Regions from separate parts of the Drosophila melanogaster genome. Here region 1 is linked to region 2. Evidence: chromatin contacts called from public Hi-C data. All regions are on one chromosome and are shown on one strand. Each heading gives the region's core, a stretch centred on a gene start, on an enhancer-like site or on the middle of the called end of the contact. The rest is flanking DNA. Distances are from core to core; before and after follow the strand shown.

Region 1 (5,048 bases), core at 2,217-4,716, 71 kb before region 2:
AAAGAGAAATGGGCAAGCGGAAACCTATTTATGGGTGAAAAAACTGGTGCCAGTCATTGGATTTGCTTATCAACTCCCCTCGATTCCGAAAAATACCTTGATGAGAGACGGTAACATTTCATTCTCTTGATACTCTTATTTACCTGCTCTTTGATATACAACTCCGCTCTTTTCTAACTTTTTTTCTAACGCGTTTCAAACGTTCAAAATAAAAATTAAATAAATTTTATCAGAGAAATATATAAAGGTTATTAAAAAATAAAATGAAAGTAATAAAAAAATTTATTTAATTTACATAAACGCAACTTTATTGTATTCCTTTTAAAACAGTTTTCTTTAAAGGTCAATCCATATCCTGATTACTCCGTGGCAGCAGTTTTATAATTAATTTAATTATAAAATCTATTTTCGTTTTTCAATTGCTTTGTCAAGATGAGTCAGCAAAAACCCACTATCAAAATATATTTCGTGTAGTTCACCAATTTTCGTAACACCCACCAAACTCTCACCTCTTAAAATATTAATGTAGTTTTAAGTGATCTGCTTAAGCACCTCATAAGCCGAACTATAAAATATAATTGTAATTATGCGTAACAAACGACTTAAAAAAGCGACAATGATTATAGTGCTCTTAACAAACCTTTGCAAACAAAAAGAGAATCGAAGAAAGCTCTTTTGTTAAGAGCACGTTTTGTTTAGACAGGTAAACAAAATGCTTTATAAAAGAAAACCAATGTCTGTTAAGTCACATTGTATTTAATATATACATTTTTGCATAATTTACCCAATATTATTCTTTATTATAACCTTTTTCCAGAATAACCATTACCCTCCCCAATTATCACTACAATTCCAAAACCCACCTACATCAACTTTTTACTACCCGGCGGAATTGGATTCTTCTCTGTTCTTAGCAATTGCTGATTCTGTCCCTTTATGTGACTCCAGTGATTGATCTCCCGCAGTTCCACGTCGAACTCTTTCATGGTTTTCCTTAACTCAGGATACAGATGCTTTAGCACTCCATGATCCAGTGTGGGAAATAGGTGATGCAAAGCATGCTCACCAAAGTGTGTGAGCACCAGAAGATCCGACCACTTGATGTCTCCGCGATCTATAATCGTGTCCACCTGGTAAAGACCCCAATCGAAGTCCTGTCGCTGGGCATCTCCATCGTGTAGAATACGTGGATCATGGTGGGCAGCAGTGAGACCAACAAGTCCGAAGATAAAGCTCCCAACCGATATAATTATTTCCCAGCTTAAAAGTGCACTCAACAGGCTAACACCAGTGGATAAATATATAAAAATGGGCAGACTGAAGCCAATGAGATCATCCCAGCACAGAACGTTTCTTTTGGTCAGGGAAAGGACCAGGCTAAAATATAATGCAACCTATTAGTACAATACAGAGAAAACTATTTTGGCCACTCACCGTATGAGAAACTGCCCTTGGAACAAGACCACATATACCACGGGGCTGATAACCACTGAGATCAATCGTTGAGGTTTACTGGCATAATGACTATCCGGAATCCAGCATAGGAACGGCTCAAACATGGACATCTCCAGGTCGTGCAGAGAATTAGCATAAACATGGTGTGATAGGGCGTGAGAAATTCGCCAGTTTCGGAAGTTCATCATGGTCAGATTGAAAGTGTACATCCGCCAACTGTCCCGTTGATGAAAATAATTGTGGGTTGAGGTTGCCACCCAGCAAAGTGCCAATCCAGCTAGACCCTTGAAGATCAATGAGTCCAGAACGGTGCCTGCCCAACTGAAGAGGAAGACGGACACCAAGATGCCAAGATGGAGAAACTGCAAGATTATATTGTAGAACAATAAGTATATCATAGGGAACAAGCATATTACGTTCGACGGAACTTTAGTAACTTGTCAAGATCGCAACAATACCTCGGTTTTCTTAGTGGGAGAGTAATCGATCTTTCTCAGCTTTTCACGCACTCTCCGCTTCAGTGTCATATAGAAACCATTCTCTTCAAGAGTGAACTTGTAGTTCCTTGGCCTTGCAGCCTTTCGCACCTCGAATTTGCTTAGCATTCCTCGAGCTCGCTCCTCGATATGATGTGACTCGAAGGGCTCGGTGATATCCGTTCCCCTGGTGCACTCAATCCAAGATGAACCACCCGGATGGCGAGCGGCAAAGTCGCTTAAGTCGTAGAGCGTATCGTTAATTCGCCAAAGACCTTCGGCCTCGTCATCTACATTTTTCCCCTCCAGCCAGCTGAGCAAGAGAAAATGTAAATATGTAGTTTTATTTAATTAATTTGAAATTTATGGGTATATTCGATGCAAACCTTTCACTGGTAATCGGTCGATGCTGGCGATAGCTCGGGTAATTTCTGGATATTCCGGATACTCTCCAGTCACCATCGTCCTTAACATTGGGCGTCATTTTGTGCACTGTTTGTTAATCGATGTACACTGATAAATGGAGTTTATTTTAACCCCAGAAGTACCTTGAACGCTAGTGCTTAATCGTTGCTGATAACTAGCCGTTTGATTCCCAAGTTCATCTTAGTGCCTAACGAAAGAACCGGTCGTTCTGGACACCCCAGATGCAGACTAACCGCAAAGTTTGTTTACGTAGCGCCAACTGAACTTTTATTGGAGCGGCGCTCGGCTTTTGTTTTCGTATCGCACTCGCTCGATCAATTAGTAAAGCTCTGAGAGTATCGCCGATTGAAAGCTTTCCTCTCAGTGGCTCTCACTTCTTATCAGGAAAAAGTAACAGTATGTAAATGAGATTCAAAGCATACTTACATTGAAGGGCGCCAGCATTGCGATCTAGAGTAGTGTGTGCATTGCATTATTTTCCCATAAGTCAGAACTTTGTTTAAAAGAAAAGTATAAGTATAAATACTTACACTTATATTACTTACTTATACTTATACTTATATCCTTAGCTTCATATTAAGTAAGTTGTACAAGGATTACCTATGCTTACCAAGCAAAAGAAAAGTGAACTCAACGTGTAGCCATGCTAATAAACCCTAGTAAATCGCTGAATTTATTCCTATCAAATTATTTTATTTTATTGGAGCTCTTAGAGATAAGACTACCCCCAACAATCTCAAAAGCTGATTGCTTTCGGCTAGACCCACGCCAGCCAAGCGAAGCCTCAAACTGCCGCGATACCATAACATTGTTATGGCCACCGCACTGACCTATTGTCGCCGAAGTCTGCTCGAACCGCCCATGTGGTGCTTAGACATGCCCACTGCTTGAGATTTCACCAAATGAATTAGCGATTAGAACATACTGCTAAAAATATGTGAGAATTAAATAGACGTAATAGTTAAAAGGCGGCAGCTGCGCTGCTCTCCTGATAACACCGGCGCCTTATCAAAATGGAAACGTTTTGTTTGGAAATCTCGATTTTCGGTTTATATAATCAAAAGAGATTTGCGCTACACATAAAATAAACGGACCACTGCCGGTGCCTTTCAGTTAGTCGTTGGAATCCCAGCGGAAAGGTGCTCGGATCGGTAAAGTTTGTGCCACAGACGTCAAGGATCAAAAGGACTCGGCAATATGGTAATCGAGGAGTGGAAAAAGAGTGGCATTGCCACCAAGTTTCCAACATACCGAAATTCGGCCCTAATCACCACACACAGCTGGCAAAAGGGTAAACGGCAGGACGATGGAGCCGAAGGACTGTGGCGCATCAACGATGGCATCTATGACTTCACCTCGTTCATTGACAAGCATCCTGGCGGTCCCTTCTGGATTCGTGAGACCAAGGGCACCGACATCACCGAAGCCTTTGAGGCACATCATCTGACCACGGCTCCCGAAAAGATGATCGCCAAATACAAGGTGAGGGATGCGGCTGAACCCAGAATCTACACACTGACCTTGGAGGAGGGCGGATTCTACAAGACGCTAAAGGAGCGAGTCCGCGAGCAACTAAAGACCATAGACAAGCGGCCGAAAAAGAAGAGTGATGTGAGTGTTAATCTGCAAAAAAAAATACCTTATTGAAAATGGGCGTGCCTTAGATTTCATTTCATATCAGTTAAGTAATTCTTATCAGTTACTTATTGATAGGAAGTTGAACCTGCCGGCTCATAAATAAATTTATTACTAACTAAAAACATCTAATCTTACATTTCACGTGTCGCAGCCCTAATATTATGCCCCCACTTGTATTCGGCGGCCTGTGTGATTATATTATTTAATTATTTGCACGCTGAAACCCTAATTAATATGATAACTTTAAAATTTATCATTATATTTATAATATATTAATATACATTTCTTTTAGCTCATTCACCTGGGTCTCGTTGTGTCGCTCTACCTGTTGGGCATTGCCAGTGCCAAATACAACAGCCTTTTGGCTTTGGTCTTGGCGAGTGTGGCCCTCTGCTGGACGGTGATCGTGTCCCACAACTACTTTCATCGTCGGGACAACTGGCAGATGTACGCCTTTAATCTGGGCATGATGAACTTTGCCGCCTGGCGTGTGTCCCATGCTCTGTCCCACCACATCTATCCGAATTCGTATTTCGATCTGGAACTCTCGATGTTCGAACCCTTGCTGTGCTGGGTGCCCAATCCGCACATCAAGAGCAAGTTGATGCGTTATGTGTCCTGGGTCACGGAGCCGGTGGCCTATGCCCTCGCCTTCTTCATACAAATGGGCACTCGGTGAGTGTGTGATCGAGGCGGTGATCGTAAACAAAGTCTAATCAGTGATCTTTTGATTGATTGATATTGCAGTATTTTCTATTCGCTGCGCCACACCAACATCCTCTACTGGCACGACCTACTGCCACTGACTATACCCATTGCCATATACCTGGGAACCGGGGGATCTTTAGGCATTTGGATCTGCGTGCGCCAGTGGCTCGCGATGACGTCGATAGCCAGCTTTAGCTTCTGCTTGATTGGTCTGAATGCGGCGCATCACGATCCGGAAATCTATCACGAGGGTGATGCCAATCGTGAGGATCGTGACTGGGGTCTCTTCCAGGTGGACACGATTATCGACCGCGGTGATCTCAAGTGGTCGCAGTTCCTGGTGCT
Region 2 (4,708 bases), core at 2,048-4,547:
AATATGTATTGCATAATAAAGTTGTTATTAAAATGTATGATACAATTTTGGGAGTGTAAAAGAAAATATACATAAATTAGCCAAAAAATATAAAAATACCAGTGTATTCTTGTTTAACGATTGGCCAAATAGAATGTGCATTAAGAGAGCATTTCGACCCTAATAGTTTTCTACTTTCTCTCTCAGTAATACAATCTTATTGTGATGTTTCTGCGTAACGTATCGACTCTTTCTTTGTTGGATGTTTTTAGTGATGTCTACCTCCACGCAATGAACTAAGGAATTTGCAGCAACCCAGGATGATTTGTGGTCATCTTTGTGCGACTCAGATGAGTAAGGCCTATATAGATCAGCCAACAACATTTTTGACAGACGCAAAGAGTATGCTGCAGTCGAGTTTGACGACTAACAGATACCTATTGATAGAAATTGCCAGGACAATTGTTTTATAAATATGATTGGTATCTCTTATTTTTAATTTGAGTTGCCCGAGTCAAAAATCTGAAGAAGCTTTTTTTATTCTTTTTGACCTGCGAGCTACAAAAACCAGGTCCTCGCATAAAACAGATTTTATATCATTTTTTAGTTCTTTTTTTATTATTTAACTTTTTTGTGGATGTCACAATTCTCATCGGGTTTGAATTAAATATTCCACTTTTTATTTAAATTAAATAATAAATTGTCCTATTTAAACTTTATAATTAACATAATTGTAGTTCTTTAGGTCTGTACTATGTTGATTTGTAGTTGTAGTTGTTGCTGCTGCTGCATTTGCGTGCCGGACTGTGACTGAACACAATAATACAGTTTGACATCCTGCAGTGGTTGTGGGTAAGTTGATGGACAGCACCATTACTTGGTCGCCGACTTCAGGTAGGCGATCAGATCGCCGCGCTCGTTGGGCTTCTTCAGACCGGCGAAGATCATCTTGGTGCCGGGGATGTACTTCTTGGGGTTCTCCAGGTACTCGAACAGGGTGTCCTCGTTCCAGGTGATGCCCTTGGCCTTGTTGGCGTCCGTGTACGCGAATCCGGCCGCCTGTCCGGTCTTGCGACCGATCAGACCATGCAGATTGGGTCCAACCTTGTGCTTGCCACCAGCCTCAACGGTGTGGCACTGGGCGCAGCGCTGCACGAACAGCTTCTTTCCCTTCTCAACATCACCAGCAGGAACGCCCATTATGGATTATGTGGTTAATTAATGTGTTAACACGGACTCGACTGTAAAAAGAAATGTTTGTTATTAATGAGTGGTTCATAAAACAAGGGTAACCAATATATCTGTTATCTTACATCTTAGGTTTGAAAAACTTAAAAAACTGGCTACTAAATGGTTCAAAGTTCATAACTGCTACCAATTAATTTGTTCTATTCTGATAAATTGATTACAATATATATTTTATATCATTTGCTTATGTACTTAGTCCGAAATTCTGGTTTCACTGCAAAAAATAGTTATACGATATTTGATACCATTTATTATTAGCCCCAATGAACCATTGTGTAGATACTGATAAAAGCTTCACTTTCAGCCATACATTATCAAAAGATTATTGAATAAATAAACCCGAAATTTAAAATTTATTAACCAGTTGATTTCCCAACGTTACTTATATAATATTATATATTTTTAAGGTATTAAAATAATAACGTCTTTATATCATCAAAAATTTCCATGCTTGGGAAATAATGGGTTAATGTAGGTAGTTATGGACCGTGAATTAATATTTGTCCCCTTGCCCCGTTATGTAAACAATTGATAAGCTCCCTGCGGAAACGGAATTATTAAAATTGCTCATGCTAAGTGCATTAGTCGGCTGTTGTTTCTGATAAGGCCCGAAATTATTATCTAACGTAGTCTGCATTTCCATTTGCGGCCACCCCCTTTTTAACCCACATACTTTGCTCTCACTAATACGCGCGTGGAGGGCGTCGCAACGTCATCAGAAACACACTTTGAAAAAGCTTCAGACGCTGGTCACATGTTGCCCCCACACTCTTTCTCTCCTTCTCACACTCTCTTTGTGTCTCACTCGCTTATATTTGCCAGTCGCCGATTAATTGCGTCAGAACTGCTCAGCAACAGGCGGAAAACTTCCAGGAAGCATCATAATACGAAAAACGTTAGTTGTTTACATAACTATTCTATTATTCCAGGGTCTGTGTTACGGTCATCCTGCTAATTGCCGGATTATAAATTGCATGCAGCAATTTGAACTTGAGAGTGCAAAGTACCGTTGCGGTGAGTAATTCACCTACACATCACGCACATAGACTGAGAGAAATTCGATTAGCTGAAGCTCTTTCAATTCTAGAAAACTAATTTTATTTTATATGCATTTGTCTATAAAAACAAACCTAATATATATAGACTATTGATTTTGTGCGCTTTTACACATAATTTGCATTTAATATCAACCTTTTTTTCACTTCTTTCTGTGTAGAGTATCATGCACTTTGGCAGTGAGAGGTGGCAAAGCAACAACAATGTCAACATCCGATTTGGCCTTGTTGAGTATTTTTCAGTTAATTGCCGTGCGTGAGTGTGCGTGAGATGAAGGGAAAGTGCAATTGGAAAATTGGAAGCAGGCCAAAGGCAGCTGTGTTTTTCCTTGTGTGGGTGAGCAAGGTGGTGAGAACAAAGAGATGAGTGAAAATTGGGCCAACATCCAAGTTTCCTGAGAGCAGCGAATGTTACATAAGCCGCCTTTTCGCAGAGGTGAATTCTCTTTTATTTATATTATAGAAAACTGCACATCGCAGAAAGCAAAACCTGCTTAGCAACCACGTGGCGCGCTTAAAGACTCCAAAGCTGAAGCATTGACAAAAAATCCAAGAATTAATTTTTGCCACTGAGCGAGCGAGACAGCTGATGATCGGGTACGCCACTCTCTTTGCTCATGTAATCGACTCTCTCCGGGGCTTTTTTCAATGGCAATGTGACTTTGGGATGCTATTTTTACTATTAATACACCACTGCTAATATTTGCTAAATAAACTATTAAATATCTAATAAAAAATCACACTTATACACACACACACAAGGACACGTTTATGTAACCTGAATCATCCCCCAAAGAATACGTTAAATTTGCATGCGAATCATTTTCAGAACAAAACACAGCTGCTGGATGTTACGTAAATGACACGGAAGTGTTTCTAATCTTTATCTGACTTGGGGCTTGATAATCAATAACTATTCAAGGTAATATTTACGTCACTTGAAAATACAAAAATTCCACCCACTACTTACATTGAACACAAACGTCGAGCGTCGCCGATTTTTCACGAATGACGAGCGCGCGTTATGTCGATAGGTAATTAGTGTGACCAGAGTGACCGGGGGCCACGCATTAAAAAATGTCGCAAGCTTTTGTACCCGTATTTATCCACCACACGGCGTATAAGTAATTTTTTCCCCTATTAACGGGACTATATTGGAAAGCCTCTGGAAAATTTGCATTATTTAACAAGCTTCTCCAATTTATTACATTTTGCTAGTAGGACCATAAAACCAACTGTGACCAAAGCTGATTGGTACAACACTTTCCTCCACCCGCGTCGCACACAACTTGAATTAAGAAGAGGGTTTTTGGTTTATCAACTTTAATTGGCTAAAGTGAAAGTAAACCTTTTTGAAATGTATTTGAGCTCGACCATTCCCAATCAAAGTTTCGAAATCCAAGTGAAATACGTCATCTTTTGAATATGTTTGTAGTCTTTAAGCGCAGTTTTCTGGATAGCATGGTGGCCGATCTTGTTGTTTCGCAGGCGATTCTACTTGTTTGACTTGAGGAAGGCAATCAAATCGGCCCGCTCCTCAGCCTTTTTAAGACCTGCGAACACCATCTTTGTTCCGGGAATGTATTTCTTCGGGTCCTTGAGGTACTCGTCCAAATTCCCCTCTGTCCAGGTAACGCCCTTCTTTATATTGGCATCGGTATACTTGTATCCCGCTGCTGTGCCACACTTGCGACCCACGACCCCGCCAAGATTTGGGCCCACCTTGTGTTTGCCGCCCACTTCGTAGGTGTGGCACTGGGCGCACTTCTGCACAAATATCTTCTTGCCGTTCTCTGCATCACCAGAACCCATCTTGGAAGCCTGAAAGACAAATAGGGAAAAATGATATTTATGATTTAGAATTCAACTTTTTATGCAGCTTTTATTTCTATATTTTTTAATTTTTTGTTATTTGTTTTTTGTTAATTTGGATCAAATAGAAATTGGTTGATTCCGAAACTATCATGAAAAAGAAAAGTGTAGAACTAAAAATTTGATAGAAAAGAAAAACAGATTCAATTTGTTTCAGTGTCCTAAAAAACCGTTTGAAAAGTGCAAGTCCTGGACAACTGAGAGAGAGAGAGAGAGCGTTTCTCTTGGTCACTCTCTTGGCTGCACAGCGATAGACAGAGACAGCTGCTAATGCACGAAAGCAAAACAAAATTGGGTCAGAAAAATAGGAAAAACGAAAATTAAATCAAAATGGGTATTAAATGAAAAGCAAACAAGCAGCTCGAGAACTTGTCGGCACTTCTAATGGGAAAAGCAACCGAAAGGTAATTCAATTAGCAGACACATTCGGCTTGCCACCCCCTTTCCCAACCAATTCGTTGACTAGCAGATGCACATGTGCTTTGAACATTTCCTTTCAATTAAAACGCATTTTACGCACTCTCCGCTTTCGCCCCCTGCCTTCCCCTCTCTCA

What was found. Hi-C and Micro-C count contacts between places; a contact is called where the count stands out from the background.
Region 1: a Hi-C map of the Kc167 cell line shows a contact between it and region 2, with 5 times the contacts expected there. The contact joins the promoter of Cyt-b5-r here to the promoter of Cyt-c-p in region 2. A contact is called at or near these places in 2 of 107 Hi-C or Micro-C datasets (the Kc167 cell line and the S2 cell line).

What each region holds. Positions count from the first base shown.
Region 1 is chr2L:16,789,139-16,794,186 of dm6, reverse strand. It overlaps Cyt-b5-r (Cytochrome b5-related), which reads left to right and starts at 3,466. Exons shown (of 3, transcript NM_001273585.1): 1 at 3,466-3,968; 2 at 4,288-4,670; 3 at 4,743-5,048. The coding sequence starts at 3,555. It overlaps CG17928, which reads right to left and starts at 2,619. Exons shown (of 4, transcript NM_135966.4): 1 at 2,318-2,619; 2 at 1,914-2,244; 3 at 1,435-1,817; 4 at 743-1,377. The coding sequence starts at 2,415. The coding sequence ends at 864.
Region 2 is chr2L:16,718,521-16,723,228 of dm6, reverse strand. It overlaps Cyt-c-p (Cytochrome c proximal), which reads right to left and starts at 3,297. Exons shown (of 2, transcript NM_057828.4): 1 at 3,253-3,297; 2 at 585-1,220. The coding sequence starts at 1,179. The coding sequence ends at 853. It overlaps Cyt-c-d (Cytochrome c distal), which reads right to left. Exons shown (of 2, transcript NM_057816.5): 2 at 3,594-4,103. The coding sequence starts at 4,094. The coding sequence ends at 3,777. VhaSFD (Vacuolar H[+]-ATPase SFD subunit) reads left to right here. Exons shown (of 6, transcript NM_001273581.1): 6 at 1-346.